Regions from separate parts of the Mus musculus genome. Here region 2 is linked to region 1. Evidence: chromatin contacts called from public Hi-C data. All regions are on one chromosome and are shown on one strand. Each heading gives the region's core, a stretch centred on a gene start, on an enhancer-like site or on the middle of the called end of the contact. The rest is flanking DNA. Distances are from core to core; before and after follow the strand shown. Region 1 overlaps Disc1 (disrupted in schizophrenia 1). Region 2 overlaps Pcnx2 (pecanex homolog 2).

What was found. Hi-C and Micro-C count contacts between places; a contact is called where the count stands out from the background.
Region 2: a contact with region 1 is called in a Hi-C map of bone marrow-derived macrophages, with 14 read pairs. The contact joins two enhancer-like sites. A contact is called at or near these places in 1 of 484 Hi-C or Micro-C datasets (bone marrow-derived macrophages), 1 of 115 datasets of contacts at active chromatin or transcription factors (embryonic stem cells) and 2 of 9 other capture datasets (embryonic tail and embryonic trunk).

What each region holds. Positions count from the first base shown.
Region 1 is chr8:125,196,562-125,200,776 of GRCm38.p6, reverse strand. The region is part of intron 9 of Disc1 (disrupted in schizophrenia 1); the gene reads right to left. Among named protein-coding and RNA genes, the nearest start is that of Disc1, 140 kb to the right of the region's middle. Within about 2 kb of position 1,321, at least 23 of the 459 cell types and tissues checked have an H3K27ac peak or open chromatin away from gene starts, as enhancers often do. A contact at or near this core is called in bone marrow-derived macrophages, where this site is marked.
Region 2 is chr8:125,754,830-125,758,776 of GRCm38.p6, reverse strand. The region is part of intron 32 of Pcnx2 (pecanex homolog 2); the gene reads left to right. Among named protein-coding and RNA genes, the nearest start is that of Gm39285, 4.6 kb to the right of the region's middle. Within about 2 kb of position 2,521, at least 49 of the 459 cell types and tissues checked have an H3K27ac peak or open chromatin away from gene starts, as enhancers often do. A contact at or near this core is called in bone marrow-derived macrophages, where this site is marked.

The DNA.
Region 1 (4,215 bases), core at 72-2,571:
GATGCCCTTCTCACTCCCACAGAGTCCAGGAGATTCATGTCCTCACAGCAGCTGACAGTGGCCATTGATGCCAGACTGGCTCTCCTCGTCCCCACCATCACAGAAGCAACAGCCGAGGGGCATTAACCTCCATTTCACACATTGTTACACAGGAGTCTTCTAGGGAGTGCAGATTGAGCTTAATTTCTAAAGCAATTTAATAAGGGCTCAGTGAGGTTGAGGCGTGACTTCTGACAGGCTGCGGAGGAGTGAGCTTGAGCCAGGGACATGAACAGACCGTGCTAGACGCAGACAGCACCCGATCCATGACTATTCAGTTAGGAACCAGCCGTGGCCTAAGTCACTCATCTGGCTTAGAAGGCCCAGCAAACGCAGGCGATTGGCTGCTGGAGTGTCAGTCATCACAGCAGCAGCAGCAGCTGGAGGAGGGCTTTGTGTCATGGACCTGGCAGTTCCATGTACCCCAGCCACAGGGCAGATGGTGCTACCAGGGCACAGAGGAAGAACAGAGTTTTTGAGATAAGACCAGTAGAGAGCCAAACACACACAGGCCCATTGAGCAGATATGTTCCCCGGCTTCAGATCCGTGTTTTTACCTGCACAAGAAAACTAAGGATGTCCAAATGGGAGCGACATCAGCGTGAACAATCATCTCACGTGGACACACAAACACACAGACTAGATCAGACCAGAGAGAATTCAGTAGCAGACCTCGGTAATACACCTGATGCCACAGGCTCCCTGTGAACTCAATATGCCACCAAGCTTTTCTGCCCTCTGGTCTCTTGCCTGGGATATTTAAATCACATGATCAGAGGCCCCAGTGGGTCAAAGACCAGTGTTGTGGGGGGAACGTAACGGGAACATTCTGCCAGCTTATTTGCTAAAAGCCACACCCCTATTTTTCTTCTCTATTGACAATGAGAGTAACGGGCAAGTTGATCTCAGACTCCCAGCTTGTCCTGGAGCCCAGGAATTCCCAGTGACTTCAGACATGCAGCTGGCCTTCCACAGCTACCACACGTCCATGCTGGACACCTCTGCTAACAGCAACCCCCTGTCTCATTCAGGTTCCCAACCAAGCCAGGAGCCAATCCAGCAGCTCTGTCCTCCTCACCAAGCGCCTCTTCTTACATAGAACAGAACCTGAGGTAACAGACAACACACTTGACCTTAACCAAAAAGGCTAAGAAACAGAGGGACCCGGAGAGGCAGCCGCAGCCCTTTCCCAAAGGGAATGAATACAAAAGAGAAGTCGTGTGTTGGCTTCCAAAACAACGTTGCTAGACTCCGGAAAAAACCCAGGGCCATCCCCCAGTCACTTCCTTCTTCCCTTGGTATTTCTGCCTTCTGCAGACTCTCTCCTTGGCTCGGTTTCCTTGAGCCTCCCTGGGCTTCCTGGCCCAAATAAGCTACGGAAGAGTCTCTAGCCCTACCTGCCCGCTTGCTCTGAGCTCTTTCCCATGGAGCCTCTGATGAGCTTGTGACTTGCACGTTTTCAGAGGAGGCTTGTCTGTGCTCTATGTGGCGGGTGGGGAAGTGCCACCAAGTCCCCGCAGAGCCTGGGAAGAGCAGCTCTCCAGCAAGCAGAGGCCACAACACCAACGATTTCAACCATTCCCACAATCTGGGGTTAAAAGTGCATTCTTTGGACTGTAGGGCTGTATTGTGACAGAGACTCCTTGGGACAGGATTTCCATATTTTGTCTGGAGCCAGAGTAGGAGCCAGAGGTGGAGCAGAGGAAACGTCACAGGACAGTACACTCCGGTGGGCCAAGCTCCAGGGAAATTAAGTACCTTCTAGACACAAGGGCACAGCTTCTGTGTGGAGGACACCTGAGAGAGAACAATAGGCCCTGCCAATGCTACTGTCCCTCACACAGGACTGACCGGACCCAGGAGCCTCTTGAGCTGCTGTGGGGATCTCTTCTGTCTTCCTAGCACAGGGAAAGCTGAGATGTGAAGACTTCAAAGAGTTGGAGGTCAGCTTAGGTTCCAGAGTGAATGCCCGGCATTCTGAGGTACAGAACCAGATACTGCCTCGGGACTGAGTAAAGTTAGACTGAACCCACAGAGCCTCTAACAGGATGCCGGCAGCCTTAGGAACTTGTTGTAGAACACTCGTCAAGGCTCTGTATCCCTCCCTTTCCTGTTTGCTGTGACACAACTGCCTAACAGTCTTGGCCTGTCTGCCCTGTGACTGAGACACAGAGAAAGGCTTAAAGCAGAGACTACTGTGAGCAGATGGGTGGAAGGTCAGCTTCACAAAGAAATTGTCTCTGCCACAGAAGAGTGACACAGGTCCCCTAATTCCTGTGGCATCGGACACAATACCAGAACAGAATCTATACTCAGGCTATGAGAATGTTCCGGACACTTCAGCTGCTGTGCATGACGACGCTGCAGCAGCCTGTCATACAAATATCTGTATACACACACACACACACACACACACACACACACACACACACTAGTAGCAACCCAATAACAATGCTCTTAATGATCCTAAGTTAGATCTGTGCAGATATGTATCATTCTTGGGCTCAGGGTTGTTTTATTTTGTTTTTCAATATAAATTGGCTAACACTAGCAACCATGTAGACCCCACTATAGTAAGGCTGTAAATTCAGACTGGGAAGAAGAAGGCCAACCTGGTGTGTCCAGGAAAAGAAGGTTCTTTTGTGGCTGAAGAAAAATTAAGTCAGAAGGAGCCTCCATCCACCAGTCATCTCCAAAGCCGTGGGTGGGCTGAAGGGGCACTTCATTCCAGACACACACTCATAGACCTAAACGTACGGAGGCTCTCCAGGATCCCAAGCAAGAATTCCAGGAAGCAGACCGAGTCCTGAGAACATGCATGAAGCCATGAAGACAATAGCACATCCCCTTGGGAGAGTCTCAGCCCTCTGATGTGGTCTTGCTTAAAGAGGTCACGGCTAGAGTATGAGAGCAGAGTTTGAGCTTGACCCCTCTCCTCCTCCATATCCAAAAATCCTTAGGAAGTTCCATGGATGAATAAATCTCTGGCTAGCATCTAAGTCCCAAGGGCCTCTCTTTTTGTTTTCTGAGCTTTTTTTCCCCTGCCCTGTTAGAGGGCCCTTCCGGCCCAGCCCTTCCTTCAGCCCAGTTTCCTAATATTGAACACTGAAAATCTAGCCAATAAAACTCTAGCTTATCCACATGCTGGACCCTGGCTCATACAGGACAGGCTGGGGCCAATTGTCAAGAGGCTGTGTGACCCAAGCCAACTCGTAAGATCACCTTGTACCTTGTGGTCAGCAAGTCACTGTGGAGGAGGAGCACAAAGTAAGGGTGGGTCTGAGAGAGCAGCCTGTGCCCTGGGGGCAAGCTGCAGCTCATCCGTATGAACCTGCATCCTGAATCCATCCTGCATCCATCCTGCAACCATCCTGCATCCATCCTGCATCCATCCACCCTAGACTTTACACTCAGCTTTGCCCAGGGGTAACGCACCAGTGTCCCTGTATGAGCCTGCTTTCAACATGGGCTGCTGCACACGGCCTGTTGGCATCTAAGGTACTAGTTTGCTTATTGTTAGATGTGCTTCCTGCTCCCTTATACAGTCAAAGCAGGGTGTGGGGAAGGTAGGATTGCCCTTCTCAGAAATCAGCTGACAGTAATGATCTCGGGAGGAGAGTATTTCTGAACATTTGGGAGAGCGCTTTGCTCCTTTTCTGATTTTAAGGGGGGATGTGAGCACCCCACTCAAGCTAGCCCTAGAGATGAACAGGCAGGCAGAGATGCAGCTGTCCCTCAGTCCACCGCTGATGACCACCAGGTAAGCAATGCACCAGGCTGCCCCATGACTGCTTCCTCGCCCTAGCCCAGTCCAGTATATCCTCAGAGCACTGAGGCCTCACGGAGGCACACATGCTACAAAAAGGCCAAAGGTTGTCACAGAAGAGAGCAAAAGGGAAAGATTTAGTCATGGCGTGTGGGTGTGGGGAAAGTAGATCAGCCATGCTCCAAGGAGCTTGCGTGCAGCACTGTCTGGGCCGGTTAGTCCTGCGAGGCGAAAGAAACAGCTGCTCCCGAAACCCAGGCAGGACGAGGAGAAATACGAGAGATGAAAGGGATCCGGACTCAAGGAGAAAGGAGATGGTGACAAGGACACTGTCAGCTGGCGATTAATCCAAGACCTCCGTAAAAGCTAGCAGTGGCCCTGCCTGTCATAAGCACCTTGCCCCTTGGCTA
Region 2 (3,947 bases), core at 1,272-3,771, 560 kb before region 1:
TGTGTGACCACCAAAATTCCAAGGTAGGAAGAACTAGGGTGGAAGGGTACAATCCGAACAAGCAGAGGAATGGCCTAGGAGCTGAGTCTAAACCTTAAAACCCTATTTCTACTTGCCACGGAGCACACTATAGCAGATGGACAAGGCTCTGATGCCGGCTGGGTGAGGAGATAAAGATAGACAGAAAATACACAGATAGATGATAGATAGATAGATAGATAGATAGATAGATAGATAGATAGATAGACAGACAGATAGACAGATAGAGACAGAAGATATATAGATAGATGATAGATAGTTAAACATGGAGATAGTTGAAATGATAGGAAGGAAGATAAGATAATAGGTACTCTAAATGACATATATCAATAGATGACCAGTATACATTAGGTAGTTAAGGTATATAATATATACATGTATGTGTATGTATGTATGTATGTATGTATGTATATACATATGTAGTAGAGAATTGTGTGTATATATATACATATATATATATATGTATATATATATACGCACACACACACACACACACACACACACATGTATATATATACACACAGAGAGAGATGATATAATATGAGATGGTAGATAATAGGTACACAGATGAGGAAAGGTGAGAATTGGGGACCATAAAGAGGAGATGGACAGTAGATAACAGGAAGGTTGGTAGGTGGGTGATTGATGGCACAGCAAATACAGCAGTCAGCTGCTCAGAAGCCAACACAGCTCCACCATCCACCAGCTGCTGCCACGCTGAGCCCAGCACAGCGCCCATGGTCCCCAGTCGCCCCGAGGTCCATGTTGCTTCCCTAGGCTTTGATTTGATGGGACAAACGTGTCTCAAGGATACACGGGTGATTTTCCAGAAAATCTCGTGAGCACCTGCACTTTCTTGTTCTTGTTGCTGGCACATCTGGCCAGAGCGAGTGTGTCAGAGGCCCTGGCAGGCCCTTCTTGGTGAAGGAATGGCTTTGCCTTTTCAGGGCCGAGCAGTACCCTTAGCTGCTGAAGCCAGTTCAAGACCCAGGCTATGGCAGTTCCCCCTCCCCCCTTACCACCAGATGAAGAGGGCCTGCGTTGATGCAAGATATTTGAAAAGCTAAAGCCGGGCATTGGTGGCACATCCCAGCACTTGAGAGGCAGAGGCAGGCGGATTTCTGAGTTCGAGGCCAGCCTGGACTACAGAGTGAGTTCCAGGACAGCAAGGGCTACTCAGAGAAATCCTGTCTTGAAAAACAAAACAAAACAAAAAAGCTAAAGCAGGCAATGGTTTGATTATTGCTTCTTAAAACTATTCTGAGTCCAGCCCAGCTCTGAACTAAAATACCCCAGAGCCTGGGCTCCCAGCCCTCAAATCTAATCAGTCCTAGGCTGAGGCTCTCCCAGCCCTGACCTAGCTTGTGGTGTCTTCCTTGCTCTGCGTCCCATGTGATCTGTACTACAGAGACTGTTGGCACAGTGCCAGTCTTAGGATACCACATGAGGGTCCTTTACACACTCCATGGCTCTAGACCCTCAGGAGTGTTCTGTCTTCCCTTCCCAGATGGAGATACAAGGCACAGAGAAGGCAAGTTACTACCCTTAGGTACCCAACTAGTAAGCAGCCAAGCTGGGATTCTGAGGAGGAAGGACAGTCCCTGAGCCCCTATTCCTACCCACTGTGGTCTCCCTTTGGCTGCTATCCTGTCCTAGCCCTGACAGTGTTGAGCCCCAGGACACCCACACACTCCCAGCCTCCCATCTGTACCCCTGGCTACACCTCTGACTGCCATAGCCTTGCCCTGCCCCCTGGCTGGCAAGGGGCCCACTTAACAGTGGCCATCCTTCTGGTGGGTAAAACTGACAATCCATTCCCCCTGAAGCAACTCCCTCCCTACTGTGGGCAGGAATGGAGACAGGAACATGGTAGATAGCCAAGATCCCCACCCCCACCCCCAGGCCTAGCAAGATGAGGTAATTGGGCACTGCAGCCGAGCCTGTGTCCAGCAGACTGGGAGAACAAGGAAGGCAGAGAGGAGACACGCTCCTTCCCCTTTCAAAGAAAGAGCTAATGGCTGTGTTTCTCTTCCTTCGCCTCTAGAAGCACACAAGTTCATGCTCTTCACAGAGAAGCCCAATCGACTAACTCAGGAGAGAGAGTCCCTCAGGGGGGTGGGGAGCACGCAGGCTCAGTCTGCATCTGATCATCAGAGCGGCAGACTGTGCTCGGAGGGAAGCGGCTGGGCAGTAAACTTCAAGGTCTGCCCAGCTCCCCATGAGCCACATCTTCCAGGGAGCTGCCACCACCCAAAAGTTCCAGCCTCCCAAAACAGCACCACCAACTGGATGCCACTCCCGAGCCTGGGGGAGCCAGCTCTCCTTCAGACCCTAAGTGCTAGCTGTCATGTGATAGAAAGGCACGCAGCCACAAAAGGGTGAGAAACATGCCTCTGGGAAGAGCAAGGTAGGAAGGAGTCAGGCGCTCAGCTGTAGTGAGTGTACAGTTCTAGCAGGACCGTTCACCACTCCTCTGACTGACAGGAAACTGTCTTACAAGAGACTCGCCATGATGGGCTCACCTCCCATGACTGCCCTGCCTTGTCTTTGCTCCTTGCCTTGGTTCCTGTCTTTCCTTCCAGTTCTGATCCTTTGTCAGAAGCCGAGAGCGCTGGTGCCTGGCCAGAATCCAATAAGCAGGCCAGCCTAGGCCACCACACCGAAGTGCTGGGCACTTCACACTCGTGCCCACTGCCAGGAGTTCCATGTGACAACCTCACACAGTTTCTCACAAGTCAGAGTCACCTCATCACGCTAAACAGTAAACATCACAGGAGAGATAGCCTCGCATTGAGCCTGATGACCTACTTACAAGTGGATACAAACCCATCACTAGCCTGAGTCCACACCAGAGAGAAGGGCTGCTATTTTATATCACTAAGGATTCTCGCCACAACCTCCCAGCAAATGATCAAAGACAAAGCAAACGTAATGAACCAAGGAGCGTAATTCACATTGCATTTCCATTCAGGTCTGAAGGTTTTTCCCTAGAAATGCTCATGATGTGATAATGCGGCCGTTGGAAAAAAAATAAGTTAATTGTAAAATAATGAGTCTGGGAAGCGCGGTGATTTTAACGTGGCTTTCTTGATGCTCAGTGTTGTTTGTAAAATTAAAATTGAGAAAAAAAAAAAGAAGAGCAATGAAAAGCTGAAAGAGCATGTGAGGCAGAACTAGGAAGACGGCTCAGTGTGTACAAGGCATGCTGCCTGAGCCTGGGTCCAAGTTCAGATCCTCAACAGCAGCCCTTAATCCCAGCACTGTGAGGCAGGTAGAGAGGAGGACCCCTGGGGCTTGGTGGCCAATCACCATGGAACAAAGAGCAATAGAGGATGACGCCTAGCATCAGCTCTGGCCTCACCACACACATGTGAATGTGCACACAAGTATAACACACACACACACACACACACACACACACACACACACACACAAACACACAGAGTAGCTGACGCTTCAGGACTAGGGAGGCCCTTTGTCTTGCATGGACTATGTATAGCTCCCTTTTGATGCTCTGTAGGCATCTTTTCCTTGCTCTTTGGATCAGCAGAAGGCCCTGCCTAGTGTGGGTGAAGAACACTGACCTGGGGAGGGCTTTAGACAGAGATCAGCTTTAGAAATCACAGAAGCTTGGCCTTTCTGGACTCCTTGCTCACAATATCCACCCTTTTAGAAGAAGCCATATCGGACTGGCTTCTCAACGGGGACCTTCAGGGCCAAGGCAGTTCCCTTGTGCTCAAGACAGAGAGGCCCCGGGCAGCTCAGCCCAGAGAAGCCAGCACCAGTTCTGGGGACCCCATACATCACCTCAAGTTGAGACTTCCATCTTCACAGCCCAGAGGAAACCCAGGCAGGTCGCCAATAAATGCCCTTTGGAAAGGAAGACACCGTCACTGTGACCAAAGGTT